Regions from separate parts of the Anas platyrhynchos genome. Here region 2 is linked to region 1. Evidence: chromatin contacts called from public Hi-C data. All regions are on one chromosome and are shown on one strand. The core of a region is the stretch at or near the end of the contact, and the rest is flanking DNA. Distances in the headings are between cores, read along the strand shown. Region 1 holds the start of ABRA (actin binding Rho activating protein). Region 2 overlaps OXR1 (oxidation resistance 1).

Region 1 (3,774 bases), core at 746-3,245:
TTGTTTACTACCTGGACTCTAAATTTAATATGCAGCTGCTGTAGTGTAGTAATCTTCAAGCACAATCCTCTTACTGAAAGAAGCCTTACTCAAAACCATCTGATACTATGGTTTTGCTACTTAATTCTCTCTCTCTCTTTTTTAGAACCTGTAATAACTACATCAGTAAGGAATATTTTTTTCTCCTTCTTTTCTGTTCACACCAGTTACAGGCATAAGAAAGTCTGTATGTCTGAAAGTTCCACAACAGACTCCGTGAGCATACTTAGAGAGAGAGAGTGTGTGTGTGTACCCACAGAGAGGCGCTGAATTTGAAAAATGAATTGATGATTCAAATGTTCTTTTTGTCAAATGACTTGTAACATGGTTTAGAAATGATTTATAGCATGATTCAAATCACTCTTTCAGAAGTAGAGGCAGGCTGAATGCTTTCTAAAATCTCAGAAACTGGGACCCTAAACAGAGAAGTTCCATCCTTTGACTTAATGAATTCCAAATCCATAAGGAAAGCTTCCAAAGAGAATCAGTGAACCCAGATTTTGTTAAGATGTACCTAGAAGTGATGTACTTCAATACCTATTTTTGGACATTCTGCGTAAATCACTCCCAAGATTATTCACAATTTTTGCAAAGCAAAATAATGAATAAATATGTTGAAATATTATTTGCTCAGGTGTGTTGCTTTAGAATTAGTATTTGCTGAAAACATAGTATCATTCAGGTTATAAAAGACCACTAAGATCATCTGAATAGCTGTGGGTTCCTGAGGAACGAAAAGATGTTAATCTGAAATGTGGACTAAAATATTGAGAGGTAAGTAGTGATTTAGATGAACCAATAAACCTAGTGTCAAAATTAAATTGAATAACATTTCCCAAATATAACTTCCTATGTCTCTTATGCATATATGCATAAGATGCAAGACTGTAGTCAGAAGTTACTGACTAACCACTTAAGCATAGAGAGTTACGTGAAAGGTTTTCTGGATTTTATTATTATTATTATTATTATTATTATTATTGTTTTGCTTTTTTTTTTAGGAATAATTATTTCTCTTTAACCATTTGCTATGTTTGTTTTTTCCTGGTCTCATTTCACTTATTTGTTGTGGAAGCCTGTTCCCGTTTCAGGATCTGCTGACCATTTGTGATATGGTAACAAAGGTGTTTTACTTACAAAGATGGCACAGGTCGTTTAATCCTCACAGCTGTCACCTCTTGGTCGCTGTCCTCTGGCTCAAGTCTGTCCTCTGCTTCCCCATAGCCACTGTCCTCTGCATCCATGCTGTCATCGTGGCTGTTAAGCAGCAGTTCTTCCTTAGTCCCCACTTTGTCCTCTTGTTCCATCTGCTTCCAGCCCTTGGTCAGCTCTGATACCGTGTTTGAACACTTTCTCCTTATTGTGGGTGATAATTTGGCACTAAGAATTTTGTCAATAGCATTTGATTCTTCTTTGAGCTTGATCATCTCTGAGCTGCCATTGTTGTTCTCGTATCTGTCACTGAGGAGGCTAATATCACCTCCCCGTTCGTAGGCTTTGCTTACAACTGTCTTGGCCACCTCTTTGCTTCTAATGTTGAACTTTTTGAGGGCTTCATCCGATTCCCTGGATTTTTTTTCAGCATCTCTTATTGTAGTTGATTCATTTACTGAGGATTTTTCATCGTCTTTTCCTTGGTCCCTCTTGGTGGATGGAATTGGCCATTTTTCAAAGGGTCTTTCTTGCACTGGCTGAGTTGATGAGTCCACTGCACTGGGGACCCAGCCGGTGGGTTCTTGAGCTTGCTTTACATTGTGATCAGTTGCCCACTGCTGCCAACCTCGCGCCAAGCTGAAGACTAAGGTGGCTGTTCGGATCTTGTGGACAGCCCTTTTTGCAGGAGTTGTGCTCGCCTTCTTTTCAAGAACCATGCTGCTGTCTGCTGCCATGCTGGTGCTTTGCCCTCTTATGTTAAGCACCTCCTCAATGAGCTTCCTTAAGCAAGTAATGTCCAGCAAAGAGAGCTGCAGAGATTTAAATAGAAGTGGGAGCAGTTTGTGCCCATGGAAAATATGTGAAACACTTTGCACAAAGATAGAGTATCCTCACTATTACGGAGTTCTTTTTTTAAAACGTGGGATCACATTTCATCACAGCAGATGAATGATGCGTGATGTAAACAGGATGACACAGACCTGTACTGGGAATAGTGAGATATTCATGGTTTCTATAAGCACTCTTCCCAGGGACTGCTCAATCCCCAATTTGTTGGCAAGTGCAGAATTTGGGTTAAAGATATTGAACAGAGTGTCTGAAATGGCTAAATGTTAGGTGCTGTCAGTTGTCGACAGAGCAGAGACCACTCATCATCACAGGCAAAACTTGCCCTTAGTCACGGAGTGTAAAGCCAGAAGCAGATTACGAATGAGAAATGTTTAGATGTATTTTGTAAAAATATGCTAGGTGATTTCATTTTATTGCTCACATATCCAAGAAAATCCAGGTATGTTAATTTTTAAAAGGTATTTATGTGCTCTATTCCAAGTTATTCCCCAGTTATGTCTGTTTACAGTGTACCTTTAGGGGGTTTTAGGAACAATATTGCATTTGGTGTCGGTGCTAAGAATGAGTGAATCACTATCTCTAGTCTGAAGATTAATACAATAAGTCTGACTTGACTGGATGGATGAATGGTCTCCTAATTTTTATTTAGGATTTTGAAAAAAAAATAATTAAGTGTGACCTATTGCATTTCTGACTGCTTTTTCAAGGAAGTTATCTATATAAACTAGTGTTTAGTTGTATGTTATTTCCACCATAATTATGTCCAACATTTACAGTATATAAAAAAATAGTTTTCTAGGAAAAATCATAATTTCTTCATTCCAGAGGACTTCCTGGAGAGTGGTTATATTTGAATTTATATTTTTTTTGGTGGGTTTTATCAGTTGTTACATAATAACAAACAGACATTTTCTGAGTTACAGTCCTATAGTGTCTTATTTCTTAGTATATTGTTTCCTAAACAGGAAAGGAAACTGGCATTGCTTTTTCCATCTATCATACCTCACAGCTTAGCAGATGACTTGCCATACTTGCCATGTGGCAGTCAGGCAAACAACTTCAGGGTATTCTGTTTGCTTCATTGGTGTTATACCAGAGATAAATATGGACTCTTACTACTCTGCCTTTTTTGATTCTCTCTATTAAAGGCTGGGCTTTTTCAAGTAGGTTTGATTATATCTAGCTCTTGTTTAATAACAAAGCTTTATCATACCTTTGACTTCTAGGCAGAATTCCTCATTAATCTGTGGGGTCATTTCCTCTTCAAAACTGATGACATAACGTAGGTTAGTGTTGCTATATGATATTTAATCACACTTTTATTTTAGAAAGAAATGTATGACCTCAGGATACTGTACAATCGTGGCTATTACCAGCTTCATCGTAACTCTGAAATGCCATTATGAAGTGTACTGGTGCAACCTGATTAAGAAGCATGTGTTACTGAACGTTTATTTTGGTACTGCTTAAAGGCTAATCAGGAATGGGAGCTTCTTGTGTTTAAAAGTACGCATGTGCAGTCATGTATGCATGCAGGATGGTGCATGTTCTGTAACAGCTAAGGAAGATGGAGATGAAAGAAGAGAATAATGCTTGTGCAACATAGGAGTGCGATACCAGCTCATTATATCATTTCTTATGGTTTCTTGAGGATAAGGGAGGCCAAGACTTTAGGAATGAATTGTTATTAAATTGCAATCTGAATTGTTCTGATTTTTTTTTTTTTTAATT
Region 2 (3,643 bases), core at 451-2,950, 120 kb before region 1:
CTAAGTGGCACTTAAAGGGAATTTAGGCAAGTCCTAGTTGGTGTGTAGTGCTATCTTGTCTGCCTCCTTAGACTACAGATGGTACCTACTTCTACAGCAAGGATAAATTTGGCAGTGAGGCAGAAGCCTAGCAGACAGTATATGTAGCTTCTCAGTTCCTCAGATAATGCAGACATGTTGTAAAAGTGTCTTGTCAAGACATCTTCTGCATGCTGCTGGCTGTTGGGTGGATCCCATTTCTTCAACAGCTCCAGCTGTGTGGCTCATGGCCCGTTCCTCACCTCAGATGTGTGCTGAGGTGGCCACAGCCTCCATCTCTGCTGCATCCCCTGGGGAATGTGGTGGGGGCAGCTCCTTCCTCCCTGCACGCCCCTGTCACCGCCAGTGCGATGCCTGCGGCCTGGCAGGTGGCTCTGAGCACTGGTGACTGTGCTCAGCTGCCGTTTCCTGCCATGAGCATTCCCCCTGTGAGCGTCTTGCTGCCTCTGATGTAGGATCTGAAATACAGGCCGAAGGGTTTTGCTGCTGTGGCTCTCCTGAGGCATGAAGAGGCACTGAAAGCAGGGTGACACAATCATGGGTTTTGCTCACAGTGTGCTGGTTGCCATCCACTGCAGCTGTTCCCTGCCACAAGACCAGTGGATAGCAGATTTCTTCCTGTGTAGATGATACCAGCTCTTTTTAAAATTACTTGTTGATAACCCCTTTGTATTTGTTAACAACTGAAGTATCTCTAATTCAGCTTAGACTGTTTTGACTTCTTGCTTATCCTAAATTTTTGTAACAACTACAGGAGTAGTATTGACATGTGCTGTGGTTAAACCTTGAGGGAATATGAACACTAAATATGAAGTGAATGACTTTGCCTGTATATTTCCAGGGTTTGAACTATCTGCCCCCTCATAGCATGTCTCTCTCATGCTCTGCCAGATTGTTTCTGATGCTACTTGCTGATTTGTCTGGTGATTCTTGGTTTCATTGGAGATATTGTTATTTTAAGAGAACCATATCCCTTCAGATTAGTCACTTAGAATGTGCTGGATATGTATATATTTATATGTATGTATATAAGCTGACATTTATATTTTTAACTATCTTCACAGGCAATAGAGGGGAAAAAATTAAAAACAGTGTTTTGTAAAAGGCACAAAGAATGAATCATTACAAAAAGTTACCACTGTTTTCATTCTAGAAAGTAAATAGGTACATGAAGGCAACATAACTTACCAGAAAAATAGTACAGGTCATCATATCAGGTGATGGCTAATGCCTTCAGATTCTAGGGTAATTCTAATTAACAAAAACTGCTGAACACTTAAGGATCCAATAAGATTTCATTATCACGTATCTATCACTCTTTGAAATTTCTTTATGACTACATCTTTCAAACCTCTATCCCTTGCTTCAGGTCCTATATAACTTGGCAAATCCTGGTTAGGAGCCATTGTGTTCTGGTGCCTTCTGCTTCCCTCCATTTTTTTGGGTGTTCCGGAGGTGAAGTCAGTCAGTGCAGAATCAAGCCAAAGACGTGCTTACAGCAAAAATTAGTTCAGATGACCCCTATAAGAATATGAACAAAATCCAATACAAACAGGGCTAATGCACCATGAGTAGGTGACACTCTAAGCAGTATTGGCACCTCTATGTTTTAGCCAGTAAGACATGCTTCAGAAATGAAGCACCCATGTTATGACCTCCTCCTCTTGCTGAGTCATGTTCCTCTGGACATCATCTCCACCACTTTGTCACAAACGTGCATTTGATTGCCCTGAGCTGGTGGCTGTTCCCTACCCCTGTGTCCAGACACAGGGAAGGACAGGCCAGCTGGAGGTCACTTCTCAGGAGACAACCAGTGCTTCAGTCCTGGCTCTTAGTGTTTGTCCTGCAGCCTGCCATATGGCAGCCAGCAGTGCATGCGATGTTACAAGGAAACTGCTGCACTGAAAATACTTGTGCCATAAATAAGAGGTTTACTTGTGATTCTGCTGCTGCTTCTTCATGCTGAGTGAGGAGTATTGAAAACTTGTTGCTGCTACACGTGCATACACAGTGAATGGCTCACCTGAGTTTTGTCAGGAAGCAGCTAAGACCTAGCTGAGGTGCAGGAATTGGACATGTTTTAATCCCAGGCTGATGTTAAGCTTCTTCCCTCGGACAGTATTTTAGTTGCAAAACCCAGAGTCTAGACAAAGAGTCACAAACATTTATCAGGGCTGCTCTTGTGCATAAACACTTTGCATTTTGTGGGCTAGCTGAGTTTAGGGACTTGTTTTGCTAAGAAGAGCTCATTGTGTGTCAGGAAAAAGCCTTCTAGAAACAGCTCTGTGATGTATGCTACACTGTGCTGGGCTTGGGAGCAATCTTTTCTTGTTCAGAAAAGGAAGAAAAAGCAGAACAACACAATTTTTGTGGTGGCTTTATGCTGAAAGATGGAAAGATTTAAAAAAAAAAAAAAAGACAATTTGATTTAGCTAAAAAAAGAACTAAGTGGGAAATTTCAGAGATTTGAATGTAATTTATCACTCAGTCATCAGTGGGCAGGAGAGATGTACGTTTCTCCAGCAAAACTGCAAGAAGTGGCTGTCTTTATCAAGGACCTTTCTGGCTGAAGGAAGATAATATTACGCAACTTTCATTTAAAAAGTTGAGTTATGCATTTTCTTTATTTTTATGTATTATAGCCAATTTTAGTATTTTACAGAATGTGCCAAACACACATTATCCTTCAAAAACCTGGAAATCATTCAGTATGTGCCCACAAAAGCAGTCTGCAGCCTGCTCTGCCAAGAAGTCAGCAAGTCCACTAATGGCAAATTTAATGGCCTGTGAACAAAGATCAAACAACATTGTGATTGATTTATTATTGCTGGTTTTCTAGTTTTGTTAAATGAAACAAGACAATATCAGTTCAATACTGCTAACTTCATCCTCTATTTTTGTGCTTGTGTTTCACCTGGCTCAGCATCTGTTTCATTTCCAAGGCACAAAATACATTCTTTACCAATAACTCTGTGTATATATACAAGAAAGTGTGTTTTTACCTTGTATTTCACAGAAAGGAACATTGATTTTGCTGTTGAGTGAACTTGCCTATTCATTCTAAAACATATATTCCTTCATATGATTTTTAAATCTGGAAGTTCTCATCTTTGGGTGCGCAAGACCTTTTGGCTACGGCAGCCACAGGTGTTGCATGATGCTTGTGGAAATTACTCAGCGATGAGGAGAGAGGAAAGGATGTTATGTTGAGTTCGTTCTCTATGTGTGCATAATTGACCATCTTCCCTCACTGCCGGCACAGTGCTGGTGCAGACCAGGGCACTGCAGTAACTTCAGCAGGATTCTGCCTCATCCTGTGGCCATCTGCTTGGAGTGCAGACCAGTGTGCTGGGATATTAAAGCTTCACTACCCTGAAGGACACTCGGTTCTTTGCAGAATGAGTTTTCTTACATAAAGTGAAGGTTGTTTTTTATGCCTTCAGCTCCGTAGACACCTATTTGGGCATGACAAGCTCCTTTACACAGTGTATACAACCAGGAAATATATGGTGTTTGTAATAGATTAGTTTCTTGTCAAACACATTGCTGTTATCTCATATCTAGATAACAAGAATTAAGTTCAGAATATCAAAGAGTGAATAGC

The links. Hi-C and Micro-C count contacts between places; a contact is called where the count stands out from the background.
Region 2: a Hi-C map of liver shows a contact between it and region 1, with 3 times the contacts expected there. The contact joins the enhancer-like site here to the promoter of ABRA in region 1. A contact is called at or near these places in 2 of 8 Hi-C or Micro-C datasets (liver and subcutaneous adipose tissue).

Annotation. Positions count from the first base shown.
Region 1 is chr2:19,346,269-19,350,042 of IASCAAS_PekinDuck_T2T, reverse strand. It overlaps ABRA (actin binding Rho activating protein), which reads right to left and starts at 1,995. Exons shown (of 2, transcript XM_005025883.6): 1 at 1,177-1,995. The coding sequence starts at 1,928.
Region 2 is chr2:19,463,643-19,467,285 of IASCAAS_PekinDuck_T2T, reverse strand. The region is part of intron 3 of OXR1 (oxidation resistance 1); the gene reads left to right. Among named protein-coding and RNA genes, the nearest start is that of ABRA, 120 kb to the right of the region's middle. Within about 2 kb of position 1,700, at least 1 of the 8 cell types and tissues checked has an H3K27ac peak or open chromatin away from gene starts, as enhancers often do.